Linked DNA regions of Mus musculus: region 1 is linked to region 2. A link is a contact called in public promoter capture Hi-C data. All regions are on one chromosome and are shown on one strand. The core of a region is the stretch at or near the end of the contact, and the rest is flanking DNA. Distances in the headings are between cores, read along the strand shown. Region 1 has its middle 9.7 kb from the start of Gm52879. Region 2 overlaps Tspan9 (tetraspanin 9).

Evidence for each region. Promoter capture Hi-C pulls out the DNA fragments that hold promoters and counts their contacts.
Region 1: a promoter capture Hi-C map of embryonic stem cells shows a contact between it and region 2. The contact joins two enhancer-like sites. A contact is called at or near these places in 5 of 39 promoter capture datasets (cranial neural crest, embryonic stem cells, liver and 2 more), 13 of 484 Hi-C or Micro-C datasets (LSK cells, the N1E-115 cell line, cerebral cortex and 9 more) and 4 of 115 datasets of contacts at active chromatin or transcription factors (bone marrow-derived dendritic cells, pancreatic cancer cells, stem cell-derived neural progenitor cells and 1 more).

The regions. Positions count from the first base shown.
Region 1 is chr6:128,090,389-128,093,432 of GRCm38.p6, forward strand. It overlaps a transcript of Tspan9 not described here. Among named protein-coding and RNA genes, the nearest start is that of Gm52879, 9.7 kb to the right of the region's middle. Within about 2 kb of position 1,288, at least 59 of the 459 cell types and tissues checked have an H3K27ac peak or open chromatin away from gene starts, as enhancers often do. A contact at or near this core is called in the N1E-115 cell line, where this site is marked.
Region 2 is chr6:128,008,898-128,012,012 of GRCm38.p6, forward strand. All of the region lies in intron 1 of Tspan9 (tetraspanin 9), which reads right to left. Among named protein-coding and RNA genes, the nearest start is that of Tspan9, 25 kb to the right of the region's middle. Within about 2 kb of position 1,769, at least 70 of the 459 cell types and tissues checked have an H3K27ac peak or open chromatin away from gene starts, as enhancers often do. A contact at or near this core is called in the N1E-115 cell line, where this site is marked.

The sequences.
Region 1 (3,044 bases), core at 38-2,537, 81 kb after region 2:
CACTGACATGAAGTCATGCCACCATTGCCCCCATCGTGGACAGTGCTTCCACACGGGGAGGCCACCTAGAATGGGGTCCCAGAGAGAGCAACTACCATGGGTAGGGTCTGGGCAGCAACACTAGCTCGATAGGCCAGTTAGAAGTGCAAGGCACACCACCAAACACTCTCATCCCCTACCAGATGCCTACATAGCATCACTAACCAGCGGAAGGCTCTGGCAGCTGGGGCCACCTGGTATCTCCATAGAACAACTAGGGTCCCATCCCTGGCTATGTTTGGGGTACAGACTAATAGGGTACTTAGAGGTAGTAGGTGGGGGTGGTGACAGATCGTGTCCCCATTTCTGGCATCCTGGGAGAATTTCTCTTTCACCCACTAACCCCGCCACGTGCAAAGCTGATCATTACAGGAAGAATAAAAAATGTCCCAGCCTCCGGATCAATGGCCAGTTCAGCGTTTTATCTTGGAAACGTTGAAAATACCCTTGACCTCTCTGAGACTCCAGTTCACGCCATGGGTCTCAAGAGGACAGCCCAGTCCTTGACACAAAACTGTAGGAAAGACATATGAGCCCTGACGCCAGACAAAAACTGCAGACCCAGAAACAACACTCAGAGCACTGAAGACTGAACCTGAAATGGGGTGTGGCTTGGCATCCTGTGGGACTACCCTGCAGAGATCTAAGGCTACACGTGGCTATGACCAGCTGTGGGATGGGGGACTACACCCAGGGGTTGCTGGGAGTAGATGGGCCATGAAATCGGCAGACTCCGCCCACTTCTGGACTCAAGCTGAGCTTCCAGGGAGTTTGCTAGTGCTGTATGTCCCTGCTGCAGGAAAGCTCTGTCCTTGATCTTACAGCACTGCTCTTCCCAGGCTAGTCCTGCCCTAGGCATGACCCCTCCCTCCATGTCTGGCACCAACCACACAGGCTGCCAAGCTGAGGTGGAGGTGGGCAGTCTCAGTTTCCTCAGAGCCCAGTTCTCTGCTTCTGGGCCCCACACAGCCCTGCAACGCACAGCTAGAGTGTAGTCTACAGCAGGAACACCCTACAAAGGGTGTTTGGCCACAGGTAGGGTGCTGAAAGGCCACCTCCAAGCCTGTGACAGTGTCCTGAGACAGCCACTTCTCAAAAGTAGACTGATGCGGCTTCATCTCACTCAGCCTTGCCTCAGAACCATCTAAGAACCTGTGACAAATGTGATTTGAGACTGAGGCAGAGGGCCACATGGCCAGGAAAGCTAGACTGAGTAAAACAACCTGCTGGAAAAAACCAACAGGTTTCCTGCTGCCATCTAGTGGCCAGCACATGGAAGAGCAGGCACCACAACAAGGCCACCAAGAAGTCTCAGGGGCTATATCCCCCTCCCCAACAAGTCCAGACTGAGACTAGGTGACCACAAGTAGAACCCACACAGGAGTCGTGAGTGCCAGATAAAAAAAAAAGTGCAACACCCTCACAAAACAGAAGACCTGCCAGATGTCCATCCAAGGGCTTAGGAGAAAGGGCAGAAAGGCTGGAATGGCGATTGGCCTGAATCGGCAGGCAGCAAAGCATGATGTCAGTCCTGACCATGCCTACTGTCCTGGGTGGCCTTTCCTCCTCTCCTCCTCTGGTTCCTTTCAGCTGTTCTTCCTGTCACTTGCCACAGCCAGGGGCCCCCAGGCTGCGCACTTGTCTTCATGCAGCCCCTCCTTCCCCCATCTGTGCCAGCATCACTGTCTCTTCCATGTCACACACCACCTCCCTCATCCTTCCGCCCTGGGCACCAGTCACTGGCTCACCCATCCATCTTCTCTACTTCTTCGTGTTCACTAGCGGTCGCCCTCCTGTTAGGCAGCTGGCCTCATAGTTCGGCCTACACCTCAGAGACCCTACTTCCAACCTTGGAAGACTGAGGACTCAAAAGAGCTCTAGCTGCTACTGTCCCAAGGCCTCCTTCCTTCTTGTCTTATAGAAGGCCATCTAGCTTCCAGTTTGCTTGTGGGCCTTGAAACCTGAGCGACTGTCAACTCTAAAGCAGCTATCCTGAGAGAAACAGTGGGCCCTCCGGAACCCTGGGCTGTATTGCCCATCCAAGAGGCAAGACAGACATAGTGTGATCTGAGCGCATGCTTCGGTTCACCCCTGATGTCTGTCAAATGCCTGGTAAGTTCCTTCCTCCCGAAAACCTTAACATGCCCCCATTGGTACAACAAAGGATCATTACATGGGTCCTTCTGAGGCCAAAATATCTACAAGATTAACCTACACTAAGATGTCAGTAACTGGTAACTTGGTAACTGGGAAGACAGTGTCGGTCTATCACCCATCCACGCCGCAGAAGCAGCACGCTGGACATGTAAGTGAGGGTGAGGCTATTTTTAACACTGTGACTTGTTTAGCTCTGGGTTAGCCACAGCATGGGGGATGGAGACTCAAGGTCAATACTGGCTCGCACAAAAAGGAAAGCACTTGCCTGGAGCTTGACCTCCAACAAGGTCAGGGTGGCCAACCTCATGTGACACCTTTTGGGAGTAGCTCCAAGGATCACCTCTCACAATGGCAGAGTTAATGCCATTGGTAGCTGAGGAAACTACAACCCAGGACAGTTCTATACTGCAGAGCCAGTGAACTGACCAGGGTGGCTGGCCAGTGGCACTCTTCTATCATGATAGATACTCAGCAGGTAGCCTTCAGTTCTGCCTCCTCTCCTCTCCCCTCCTCTCCAGCAAGTTATTCTCACGAAGCTACCCCCCAACCACATACTCTCAAGTGGCCTTTTTGGCACTGAGATGAGAGATGAAGATCCCCAATCCATACCAAGTTTCCCGTGTGACCTCCCACAGAAGGGCGCTATGATTGGAGACTACACGGGGAATGGAGGCTCTCCAATCTGGCCCGGGTGCTAGCAAATCTTTCACAGCAGGGAATTTTTCCTGTAACAGCCACGTGGCTTTTTAAGTAAATTGAGTACCGGGTGTCACTGCCTCAACCCTACCCTGGTGGAAGGGGCCTGTTGAGGCAGCTAGGTCTGAAGAAGGGGGGTGGGGACAGGCCTC
Region 2 (3,115 bases), core at 519-3,018:
GGGAGGAGGAAGAAAAAGAGGAGGAGGAGGAAGAGGAGGAGGAAGGAGAGGAGGAGGAAGGAGAGGAGGAGGAGGAAGAAGCAGAGGAGGAGGAGAGGAGGAAGAGGAAGAGGAAGAAGCAGAGGAGGAAGAGGAAAAGGAAGAGGAAAAAGCAGAGGAGGAAGAGGAAGAGGAAGAGAAGGAAGAGGAGGAAGAAGAGGAGGGGAGGAGGAAGAGGAGGAAGGAAGAGCTGATTTTTTTTTAAAAAGGAGACTGGCTACAGGGCAAGAAAAAGCTGGTCATCAGAAGCAAGCCTCAGGAATCCACAGTGTTTCAGCTGCTTTCACCAGCAAAGTCTGACCTTAAAAAAAAGAAAAAAGAAAAAAAGCCACCCATCCTCGTATTAGATAACTGAGATGCCCACAACCTGTGCTTAGCTTCTCGTGTAGCCAAGCCATGACCAAACAGGCATGCAGAGTAACAGGTATGGAGGAGTTCCAAAAGGCAGAAGATCGCTGCTCTGTCCTTGCCTCCAGCTCGGGGACCAAGCCCTGGCTGTTCCTCAGACACAAGAGGCAGATTCACCCAGCTCAGGGTAGCTGGCCTCACAGTGGTAGGCCTGGAGATGGCTCTGTCATAGCAATGAGTGGGGTAACACCTGTGACCAGAGGTACCTACTAGGTGAGCTGAGGCCGCCAGAGGTTTCACTTGTATCCATGCGGGATCCCTACAGGCCTGCTTGCTGCCTAACTTCCTCTAGCCCTGAGTTCACCTGACAGGAACATATCTCAGAGTTCTACCTCTGAGAGCCTCACCAAGCACCTCAGCCCAGCTCCTCTGGACCCAGGCCCTGTTGCTGTACAAGCAGGGCCTGGGGAAAGCTACCAGCCAGGAGAACCCAGATCATGCAGCCAGAGGAGGGGAGAGGAAGCCTGGCCATCAAAGGGGAAAAAAAGCAAAGGGTATCCAGGAGATACCCTTTGCTGCAGAAAGCTAACTGAGAAGCCAAAACATGAGCAGAAGCACCTATGGGTGTTCTCCCTGATCCCCAGGGTCCCAAGTTCAAGGCCAGGAGAAGGCTGCCCCACAAATGAAGCAGTTCAGAGCCGGGCTCAAGGGCTAAAGCAGTCAGGAAGTTCAAGGTGATTCCCCAGCCTCACCACTCACTAATCCCTGTGCCCACAGCACTTGAGGGTGTTATATAGGATAGGCTATGTGATGGATCACAGTAATTCCTCAATAAATATTTGCGTCTTTGCCATGTTCTTAAGGGATCAAATGGGACTTGGAGATGAAGGTGTTTTCTAAACCAGGAAGTACCCCAGGGTTGCTGGTGGCTCCAAAGGGAACCTGGAGGAACTCCCCCTCCCCTCTTCCCCAGCCTTCCAAGGGTATCTGGCCCCAGCTGCAAACAATCACCCTGTCCCTTGCCCTGCACAGGTCAGCTATGGCCCAGCTACAACAAGGGATGAGGGAGGGCGGAGAGGCCTGAAGGCAGGCAAAAGCTGTGCGCACACCAGCCTGGTTCTGCACAAGGGTCCCCCTGGTCCCTAGCACTGCCAAGGACATTAACTGCCTGTTCTCCCAGGCACTCTATGCAAATAGCATCCTAATCTGGCAGTTACCTGCTCACAAGGCTCTGTCCCTTCACACGTAAGACTTCAGAGTTGCTGAAGCCTGTGTACACAAATCATACAGGTCCAGGCTCCAGATGGCCTATCCCAGGCTCTGAGAGGCAGCCCTCCTCAGGCGGCCCAGGCAGCTCCCCAATTCTAGCAGGATTCAGTTCAGACTGTGCACTGCCTTGGGGGACACATTCAGCCGGGGACACGTGTGTGGCAGATGACTTGTAAAGCTGTTCTGTGGCTCGGAGTCTCCCTGTGTTAGTGGAAACTGCTGTTGGCTTCAGCTCCTGCATTTAATTTTTCAGTACTAAACAATCACTCAGATTGGCCCACTGTGGTGCTTACTACCCGAGTACAGAGGCCCCAGTACAGCGCACCACAGTCTGCAGCAGGGTGCGGAGAGAACTCTGCCCCGGCTTCCAGCAGAGAGGCATCTGTGCACCTAAAGTGAGAGTTCAGCCTGGTGGTACTGAGCTAAGGACTGGCCCTGGTCACAGACTCTTACCAGACAGTCTTATCTATTTAGACAGAAAAAAAAAATCTCTCCTCTGTCTCTTAGCCTTGGGACGACTGCTGGTCCCTGTCTTTGAGCTCTTAGCTCCCAAGGACAGGGAGTAGGAGAAAGGGAGGGGAGGGACAGGAGAGGAGAGCAGCGAGGGCCCGCTTGGCGGTTCTTCTGAGCTCCGGAACAAGCAGGAATGAGTCAGTCACACACATGGGATGTGTTCATCCTCTTCCCTTGAGGATGCGGCCAAGGGCCAACATCCCACAGGACGAGCCTCACTTGGCAGCCACCCGAAAACTACCCCCACCCAGACCACCACATGCACACATGCACGCGCGCACGCGCACACACACACACACACACACACACACACACACACACACTGCTCCACTCAGAGCCACCGCCTCCCTAGGTCCCTAATCTCTCTGAGCTCATCACTAAGGGAGGCTCAGAATCCTGATGGACCAGGATCCTCCTATGTGCACACATAGGACAGGGAATCCTCCCACCCTCTCGGCTGCCATCCCCTTAGCAGCCAACCTTCCTGTGGGCCTGGAAGATGCTAAGATGCTGATGGGGAGGGGGGCAGAGAAAACACATCCCTGGCCTTAAGCCTTCACCCCCACCTCTCTGTTGGATTAAAAGCATCACAGAGGTCCCAGCTCGAGACTGCACATCCTCCTGTGGGCTCCTCTGTTCCTTTCCAGTACAGCTGTAGCCTACCACGTAAGGGTGACAGGAGTTCTCTGGCACAGGGGCGATGACCCTCTGAGTACTTCTGTACCCAGCATGGAACTTGGCACAAAGGCAGCGAAGAAACTGGTGAATTAATCAAGTGATGAACAATGAAGTTTTGACTGCCGCAGAGATGAGCATCTACCTCGGAACCTCGGTAGTGGCTCTGCTCCGCTCCTCCAGCACCCCGCACCCCAGGATGGGCTGGTGTGTAGAAGGCAGACCTGCTTCCTCAGGCAGGAAACACACCACTGAAGCGAAGCTGACGGAA